2 separate regions of the Mus musculus genome follow, and region 2 is linked to region 1. The links are chromatin contacts, called in public HiCAR-type maps. All regions are on one chromosome and are shown on one strand. The core of a region is the stretch at or near the end of the contact, and the rest is flanking DNA. Distances in the headings are between cores, read along the strand shown.

Region 1 (5,090 bases), core at 1,449-3,948:
AACTTGAGGGGGCTACAAATTGACTAGTGAACCAGCCACAAAACAAGCCAGGAATAGATAACTCCAAGTACAGCAAACAGCAGATGTAAAAGGTCTTAAATTTAAATACACTTCCCAAAAGGCAAAATCCAAAACAAGTAGAAGGTTTAAAGGTAACCCTGAAGAAGCAGGGTATTTGAGCACTGATAGCCATGAAAGGCACAGACAGCCACACTGACAGGCAAATAACAGTCATAAACTACATTCTTTCTTCACCCTCAGTAAAATACAAAGTTAAAAAATACTGTAAGGGATGAAAATACAACTCAGTGATATAGTGTTTGCCTATCATGCAGTGTTAGCATCAATCCTAGCACCACAACAAAACAAAATCCGATCAGGTAAGATGATAAGGACCTTGGCCAAGCAAAAAAATCTCATCTGCTAGGTTCCAGCTTAGGCTTCTGCAAGTAAGATCGAACACATGCCATCTACTTGCAAATAACCCTGAAACATCTAAGATACTCAAACCTAAAGGTAACTTTAATATTTGGAATTTCTATCAAATGTCAATGTTTCCTCTTACTGATGAAAACAAAAGAAAAGAAAAACAAAACACCAGCAACAACAACAACAAAAACTTAGTTTTTTGGAGTTGGGGAAATGGTTCACATCTTTAATCCCAGCACTTGAGAGAAAGGTGGACTTCTGTGAGTCCAAGGCCAACTTGGTCTACAAAGTGAGATCCAGGACAGCCAGGGCTACAAAATAACCTCAACATTCCCAATTGTTCTCAAAGTTCAGTGCCTGTTCCATGCTTACAACATACTTTATATATGGCCTAACATGTATAGATAGTACATACTTCACTGGACTGTTGGAGAGGCCAGTAGGTATACAGTACTTTGGGATACACCTGGATCTTGTAAGTGCTCAGCGCCATCATTACTGCTGTCTGCAACTAAATACCAACACTGCACTAATCATAAAGGGCAGCTCTACATACATTTGAACTATACAGTTATAAATCTACAGTAAATTCACATAATAATTATAGACACAGTTAATTAAGTACATCATCCCATCACAATTGTGTTCATAACACTCACCAGCTTTTTGAAAGGAAATATGTCATACATTATTCTACAATATTCCATGGAAGATTCTACTGAGCAAGTCCACAAGGATTTGGAGATGGGAGCCAAAGGGATGATGCCTTGGGTCCTGTTCTTCACCAGCATATCAAACTCCACATGCTGCCTACAGGATTCTGCCATGTATGGGCAGTGATCCACAACAAACACTGTTTTATGAGATTCAGAAAAAATCTTCATTTTGTTTTAACCTGTAAAAGGATAAACAAACTAGTCAAAACGATGACACATAACATTTATCATAAATGATTTCTCACTTAAGTGTGTTTTCAAGATTTGATACGGATCCTAAGTTCTGAGAATTTTGTGCAAAAAAGGCCAAAGTAATGGTGCCAGTTCAAAGAATATGCCACATCATACCATGCAGTCTATCTACCAAATGAAGTTAGTTCATACTTCTTTTTTTCTTTTACAAAGCACTTAAAATAGAAGAAAACATCTGTGCACATTGTATTTGATTCTTATGCCTACAAATCACAGATCTAATTCCTCAAATGTATTTATGGTGATCCTTGTTAGGGGCTAAGGGAAATCAACAGGAAAAGACTGACAGCAAAAGTACAACCCAAAATAGACACACATCTCCTACGGTAACTGCATATTGCGTCTTTCTATGGCTTCAAACTCATCCTCTCCCTCCACTTGCAATACACTACAGTAATTCACCACGTAGACCACAACAAGCAGATGCTATCCCATGCTGGCGAAGAGAAAACACTTCTAAAACTTTTTCTTATAAACACAGAACATGTGGTGCACTGCCCTGCTTCGCTCCTAAAATTTTACAGACCAAAAAAAAAAAAATTTTTTTTTTAAACCTACATTCTAAAGCACCTGGGAAACAGCAAGTGTTCAAGGTAACAAACCACCTTAGGGTCCCGCTATTACCTCCTGCTGCTCTGGAACGCACCGCCCCTCCCCGCCAAAGTCCCTGTCTGCAAACCTTCTGCACACACCTGACTGCAAGGGGGGTGGGGGGCGGCGAACGAGGTGAGTGGATGGGGAAGACCTCGGCATCGAGGTTCGCTTACTTTCGTGCCTGGTCCTGCAGTGAATGAACGGAGGCTGAGAGAGAAGGCGGACGAGGGTGGGTGGGGAGTCGGCGCACAGTCGGTCTGGTACAACCCGCAGAAGACTGACTGCCCGGCTCATCTCCCAACACTCCGGCTGCTTAAACGCAGGGGCGCGCGCATGCGCGTGCAAGCACAAGAGCGCACTCGGACTCGCGCGTGCGCACGGCGCTCTCGCACAGCCCCGCCATCTTCCCTTCTCCTTAGAAGCCACCAGAGGCCGAACCGGAAGAGGGCGGAGCAAGTGAGGGGAAAAAAAAAGCCTTTAACATTTGTTCCCAATCAACCGTAGGGAAGAACGGTCAGGACGACCCGAGAGATCCCCCCACAAAGTACTAAGCCACGGCCGGGACAAGCCAGCCTCGGCTCTGGACAGGCAGAGCCTACCCACCCAACCTCCCCTCTCCGCCTCCAGTCCGGGCCGGTAGCCCCTCGGAAAACACGCGAGAGTGTGCGAGCGGCAGAGCAAAACCTTGAGAGGGGGGCGAGGAGAGAAGCCCCGCCCCCTCCCCGTTCTCCAATCAACGGCCAGCCGTTTACCGGGGGTGGGGCCTTCGGGAACCAGCAGAGGGAAGTCTCGCGAGGCTTGTCGCTCAGCGGCTGCGGGTCGCGGAGGTTCTGGTCCGCCCGGGATGGGGCCGAGACGAGTGGGTTTCCCGTACGTCCCGCCGCTGTGTGAGCAGGACTGTGCGTCCGCTCGCTGAGCAGGCGCAGCGAGGGCGCGGAGACCACTCCGTGGGCACTCCACCTCGCGGGTGGTCGTCGCCCCAGGGGGACTGAAGCGCAGTGGAATAACTACACGCGTGGGCGAGCCTCTGAGCCGGGCTTCCTCTCTCCGTGCTCTCCCTGAGGTCCTGCCGGGAACTGAGGTACGGAAAGTTCCCTGAAAACCCTGGGCCTGCACGCCGCGGGACACCCCTTCCGGGTTCCCCTTCCTGCCACTCGGGAGCTCCGTGGGCGGTGGCCTGAGGGACTTGTCACTGTTGAGTTTACCTCAGCACACTTGACCGCGTTTGCGCCTGGGACTTAGCCACGGTCCTGAGGGAGCTGCTGGGATCGTTTGAGTCCCTCAGCGGCCTTCCAAATTCGGTTTCAAGTTGAAAAACTGGTTTTCTCCAGACAAATGTTTCAGAAGCTCCAAGTGTGTGCATTCCACCATTTTCAAGAACAGTGCAGTTCTCTGCTTTCAGAGTGATGTGTGTGGACAGGATGCTTATTGGTGTGTGTGGTCTGCACGCATTCTTTCTTTATCCCATTCTAAGGTTTTCTTTGAAAGACACATGCTTTTTATATTGCTACCAGCATCTGTGTCTGCTCCTCAAGAGTGAGGACTCTCTTTTCTTCCCGTCCTCCTTTCCAGAACACGGACCTCAGAACTGCCTACGTTCTGTATTCCACTCACACTGCACCAGGTTTTTTTGCTTCTTTCACTGTGACTGTTACAGTTGCCCTTCCTCCACCCCAAACCGGTGTCCCCGCCTCAGCCTTCCATACTTACTGTGACATGTATTCGCCTGAAACTTTTTCAAGTTCTAATTTAAGCATATCGATTCATCAGGGTTTTTTACCATCCTATCTCATCATATTTTACCTTTTCAGTGTCATCTTATTGCCACCCCTAATTCCTTTCCAAACACTGTGCCATGTGAGTCCATATAGTCTGCTAGAATGCTTGCTTTTCCTTCTGTCTTATCATCTATCAAAACCCAATTCATAGATGATTCTTTTTAGACTCCCTCCGGTGACATTGACAGTACAATGAACTCGGATAGCTCTTGACATAGTTTTGCAGTATTCATTAGGATGTATTATTTGTTCAATTACCTGTCTCTCCTGCCAGCTTGAACTTGAGTCTGGAATCATGTCTTATTCATGTTTAAAACAAATGCTATCTCAGTGTTGGCACAGAGCAAGCAATATATATATATATATATATATACACATACACGCACATATATATATTTATTTATAATGTCATTCTAAAGAATTTGATATAAAAATTCTGTCTCTTAGAAGTCAGAATATTAGAACCTAAAGGAACTTTTTTTAGGGTAAAAGCCTTTACTTACCTGCTTTGAACATGAGCAGTCATGTACTCCTAACACTTATGTAATTGTACTTTTGTTGTTAGTGGTTGGAGATTGTATATAATATCAAAAGCACATGCATGCACACACCCTATGTATTCAAATGACTCTATGTTAGTATCATGTTTGACAACTAGGATTTTATGTGATGCAAATGTTTTTGATAGTGCTCAGCATAAGAAAAATTTTACCGACTCTTGGCCATATGTTAGAAATAACTGGTTTGGGTTAGGTTAGTCCTTTTTTGGATTGTTAATTTGAACACACACACAGCATAGCCACGATTTTAAGGAGCATATAAATTGGTCTTCATTCAATGTGCTCTTTCTCTCAAATTGTGTTCCTTTCAACTTTAAGAACTGCTTTTCAGCCAGGCGGTGGTGGCACATGCCTTTAATCCCAGCACTTGGGAGACAGAGGCAGGTAGATTTCTGGGTTCGAGGACAGCCTGGTCTACAGAGTGAGTTCCAGGACAGCCAGGGCTACACAGAGAAACCCTGTCTCAAAAAACAAAAACAAAACAAAACACAAACAAAAAAAGAACTGCTTTTCTTCCTCAAGCTCCAAGTACATTAATTTTCAGGAAGAATAGAAACTTTCTGTAATTTCAAATAGTTTATATGTCTTTACAAGATACTCATTTTTATGTGTTCTTTATATACATTCTTTATGTTTGTTTATGAGTTGTTGTTGGAATCTGTACGTAGACTTGACTGTCCTAGAACTCACTTGATAGACCAGGCTGGCCTTAAGTTCACAGATAATCACCTGGCTCTGCCTCCCTAGTGCTGAGATTAAAA
Region 2 (5,090 bases), core at 1,623-4,122, 2.7 Mb after region 1:
CCCCCACCCACCCCGCCTTGAAAGCCTGGGTGCTGAAAATTAATGTCCTTGAAGTGATAAGATCCATTGCCCCAAGCTATAGCAAAGACAACCAAGCAGTGGAAAAGAGACGTAACAGCTTTGGCCAGCTTGTAACAACAGGAAAGAATGCATTGGTCACTGATAACAGGGCAAGTTATTCCTTCCCAGGTCAAAGAGGTCCTTTTCCAGTTGTATGGTTTCCTCCTTGCAGTTTGACAAACATTATCAGTTTGAAGGATAACATTCCTTAACCCCTTTACCCAATTATGTAACACCAAGACTTCAAAGCCCCAGCTTTTTGATTTTCATAGCTGGACCTTGGTGGTCAGCCTCAGGATAAGTCAGACACAAGAAAGTCAATAAGGAAGTCTATCGGGGGAGTCTACTGATTTAGCAAAAAGAGAAATGGAAAGGGGCATGACTCATGCTATGTTTGGGCCTGTCAGAACCCTTCAGCATTTTCTAATTTTTTTTTTCCCCGTTTCTTTGGTTGAGATAGGGTCTCTTTGTTTAACCCTATGTAGGCCAAGATGGACTCATTCACTCACAGAGATCTATCTGCCTGTTTCTCCTTCCCAGATTCTGGGATTAAAGGTGTATGCCACTAAACCCAGCAGAGGGTGCGTTTTTCTTTCAAGTACTTTGTAGAACATTTTGCCATTTCATTTGCAGATTGATAATGAGGTCATCAACAGCTTATCTTTGTTGAAGCCTGCCCCCACTAGCTGTAGCCCTTTTTTTTCCATGCCTATCAGCGATTTCATATTGTTGCTAATAATATTCCTGCCAGTCATTAACACAAAAAAATAACTTGACTCAGAGAAAGGTCATGCTGAGCACACATCCTGTTATGTTTGTTAATCTTAAGAAATTCCACAAAACTTTAGGTAGGACCTGTTAAATCAAAGGTCAATATGGATTGTCATGTCTAAAATGGCTTGTCAGAGATGATCACCAAGCAGTGCACCTTCGTGCACCTGAGTTTGAGCTCACTGTGGTTTTTGTGGCTGACATTGAAGAATGCTACTAATAATCCAAAAAGTTATGATTATAATACTCATGTTATCTCAAATTTCACCCGTTTGTAAGACCCCCACCCTCGGTCAGTGATACTTACTTCAAGACAACTCCAACACTGAGACAGATAGATGCAAAAAGCAAGAGGTTTATTTTCTGGTGCGATGGGATCGACCTTCAATTAGTCTCTCAAGGAGAGTGACTAGAAGGTGACTCTGAACAGCTACTGCAGTTTTTATACTTTTTAAGGGCACAGGTTACATCAGAAAGGTTACAGTTCAAACTTATTGGCTAACCATATTGACCTTTAAATCTATTGGCTAGAAAGCATGGGTAGATCATGACGTGCATTTGAACTCTATCTGGGACTTTCCAGAGGGTCAGGTGACTATCAGTCAGTACATTCTGTGGTTTTTCTGAGAATTGTTTACTCAAGAAAGTTCCTGTGGGTGGAGAATGGAATTTGACTTGGTCTTGACCTCAGGTGGGAGGGAGAAGCAGAAGTGGGGAGAGGGAGTGTAAGACTGGCAAAAGCCCTTAGGGTCCTTCATGTTCACCACCCATGTACCACCCTCTGTAGAAATCATAGTTTTAGGGGTCAAAATGAACCGACCAAGTCTACAGCTGCCAAAACAAGATTAGCAGTTCTCAGAAAAATAACAGTTCTCGGAAAAAGTCTCCTGCCCCACCTCGCACTAAATTCCGAGAAAAAACACAAACTGACCTTCTTGCCAGAATTCCCTGAAACATTAGTAGCTGACCAATGAGTTTTAAAATATACTGCTGCTTTGCTGACCCATCATAATATGGCTGTCCAACCCTCCACAAAATGTATAAAGGAACTATGCTTTCTGAGCTCTGGGGTTGACCCTCCCTGCGACGTGTCAGAACAATAAACCTCTTGCCATTGCAGCGATCTGTTGTCAAGTTGTGTTTTTGGGCTTGCGCACCCAGGGTAAAGCCTCGGAGGTCTTACACCTCCATTCCTTACCTAGGACCAATCAGCTTAAAAGTTAGCTGATAATACTTTGCCTAGTAAGCCTACTGCTTCCCTTCTTGCCCATTAAATGTTTTGTTATTTTCCCTATAAAAAGCCTACCCTGAGAGCAGACTAGGAATATAATTATGTTTCTGAGTTCTTTTTGCAGTCCTGAAGGTTTATTAATAGGGTAAGTGTTCAGTAAGTTGCTTAACTGGATCACTGTTCATATACTTTTGTTAGTATATGAACATGAATCTCTGAAGAATGATATCCCAGACTCAAATACTATGCAACAGCAAACAGCATTTATTGAACAAATTCCTGCACTCAGGAGCCCAATTCCATCAGGCCAATTCACTCTTTTCAGTTTGTGTGGCGATTCCTGAACCCCAACAATATATTTCCACTGGCCCTTGACGTTTCACTCCAGAAGCCCTTGTAGAAATATAGTTTTAGCAGTCAAAATGACCAGACCAAGTCTAAAGCTGCGAAAACAAGATTAGCAGTTCTCGGAGAAATAACTATAACAAATAATAACAGTTCTCCTGTCCCGCCTCGCACTAAATTCCAAGAAAAACCACAAATTGCTCTGACCTTGCTGCCAGAATTCCCCCGCGACATTGGTAGCTGACCAATGAGTTTAAAAATATTCTGCTGATTTGCTGACCCATCATAATATGATTGTAAGGCCTGGGGGTCTTACACCCTCAGGTGATTCTCATATAAATTCTAGGTGCAAGGCTGAGCTTTTTTCTCCCCTCAGACTGTAGAAGGCACACCTGCCCGGCACTAGGACCGCGGCCCTGGTGCAAGCGCTCGGGGGCGGAGTGGGGACCCAGCTGGACCCGCCCCAACGAAGGCTGCCACCAAACCTCTGCGCGCTCTGCGCTTGGCAGAGGCCTCGTCCCTTGCTATTGGCGTGTAAGCACCCGCCGGGCGGCAGGTCTGCTTCGGATCGGGCTTTTGTTCGGCCCCCTGGGCTCGGGGCTGGGTTTTCGCCACCTCTGTCCCGGCGGAGGGGCGCCGCCCGGGTCCTCGCTGTACCGCGGGGTCGCTGCGCGCCGGGCGGGCGCGGTCTGAGGTTGTTGGCCCGAGAAGCAGGCGGGCTTGTTGCAGCTAAGCGTCCCTTCCGGTTTCGGAAGGAGAAGCAGAGCTTTGTTTTGTTTTTCGGTTTCTTTCTGTCTCGGTCTTCCGCTCCTTGGCCCCCCTGCGACCCAGCGGAATTGCCTTGCGCTCCGCCTTCGAGCGCCCAGGCCTGTGTGAGCGCCGCGGCCCGCAGCATCTTGGAATCTGTTTGCATTTGTGGTACTTAAGAGTGCCTTCCTAGAAAAATGGAAAAACAGGTAAAGTGGGTGAGCTGGCTTGCATTTCAGTAGGCCAACTACAGAACTTGCGTGGGGATTTAAATTGTCTGCTGGGTGTGTTACAGTTAAGGGGAATCTTAAGTTTGTTTCTTGTTACCATTCAGATATACTAAGGTCTTAGTTATTGCTCCACTCAGCCCCCATCAGGTTCTCTTTTATCAGTCCACTAAAATTACTAAAGAAGTATTTTTGCTTTGGTATTAAAGGGCAGTAGTGGACTTGGAGAAGCCCGCTTGAATTCTAGTGGCAGGGAATATTTTGAGAGTAGCCTAATTCAGTAGTTTTGTTTTTAGCACAATTGAAATAAATTCAGTAAACTTAGTATGGTCTCAATGACACTGTAAGGGAAATGTACTAGACCTTAACTCTTGCTTTCTTGTTTCTTGATTTTCATAGAATTAGAGGCGTGAATACCTTGTGGAAGAGATTAAAAGGTAAAATTGTATTTACAGGTAAGTTTGCCTTTTATAAAGCCTATCCTGGTTCTACTGGATGACTATTTGCATTGTACCGTGGACTAACTTATTTTAGAATAAAGAGTATCATTGAATCAACACTAGTTAAACCTACAGAACTTGCCTAGCATGTGCTTGCCTTCAATTTTTGCATTTGGGAGACCAAGTCAGACAGATCTTTGAGTTAAAGGCTAGCCTAATCTACATACCAAATTTCAGTTTAGCTAGGACTGCATAGTGAAAGACTCAAAAAACTATCACCAAACAAAACTGTCACAGATCCAATGGGACACAGTAGATTTGATGGCAAAGCTTAAGAAATAATGTTGTTGGTATGGTACTTAACAATTTTATTTTTTGCCTTCATGAGATAGAGGAGAGATGATTTTTGCATTTTTTGTTTTGTTTTGAATTTTGGCAGTGTTCGAGATAGAACTCAGCCAGATTGCTACCCTGGAAAAGATTATGGTAGCTGGTGAATTAAAGTTACCTAGGCAGAGGCTAGCTCTTATTTTTGGTGGGAATGTAGTACCAGGGACTGTTTCTTATTTATTTTTAACTTGTTTTAATTTATGTGCGTAAGTGTTTTGCCCACATGTAAGTGTAGTTTTGTGTGCTTGGTGTGTAGAGCTCAGAAGAAGGCCTGGATCCTCTAGAACTGGAGTTACAGGCAGTTATAGCCACATGTTAGTGCTGGGACCACTTTTAGGGCCACAACTATTGAGTCATGTCTTTAAGCACTTATACTTAGTGATCTCTAGGGTTCCAGTCCATGACCATAAAACCTGTTAGAAAGCCTTTTCTGCCTACGAGGGCTATGGTTCCTACAGTGTAAGGAACAAGATAAAGAAATGATACCATGGATGAATGTAGCCATGGAAACCAAGCCTAGAGTGTGTGCATGAGTATGATAAAGTTGAAGTAAGGTGAACTTCCAATGGAGTAATGTGTGAATGCTTTAATTATTATTGGTTAAGTGTAGCTTAAATACTCCTGTCTGGCCACCGCAACTCACTCTAGGTTTGGTTTCCATGGTTACATTCATCCATTGTATTGTTTCCTTATCTTGTTCCTTACATACAGTTATGTTACTTGGATTCAGGTCTTGCTTGACCCCTCCAACTTGGGTCTACCACTTACTGTAAAATCTCAGAAGAATTTTACTTTCCTGCTTAGCTTCTCATCTGTAAATGGGATAACAGTAGTACCTACATTATGGAACTGTGGTAAGTTACAAGGGGGAAGCAGAGA

What was found. HiCAR-type assays count read pairs that join an accessible place to other places.
Region 2: a HiCAR-type map of astrocytes shows a contact between it and region 1, with 3 times the contacts expected there. The contact joins the promoter of Resf1 here to the promoter of Ints13 in region 1. A contact is called at or near these places in 1 of 39 promoter capture datasets (pre-B cells) and 1 of 115 datasets of contacts at active chromatin or transcription factors (astrocytes).

The regions. Positions count from the first base shown.
Region 1 is chr6:146,575,137-146,580,226 of GRCm38.p6, forward strand. It overlaps Ints13 (integrator complex subunit 13), which reads right to left and starts at 2,699. Exons shown (of 18, transcript NM_138757.2): 1 at 2,165-2,699; 2 at 1,089-1,324. The coding sequence starts at 1,313. It overlaps Fgfr1op2 (FGFR1 oncogene partner 2), which reads left to right and starts at 2,775. Exons shown (of 7, transcript NM_026218.2): 1 at 2,775-3,072.
Region 2 is chr6:149,306,542-149,311,631 of GRCm38.p6, forward strand. It overlaps Resf1 (retroelement silencing factor 1), which reads left to right and starts at 2,873. Exons shown (of 5, transcript NM_026054.3): 1 at 2,873-3,363; 2 at 3,781-3,836.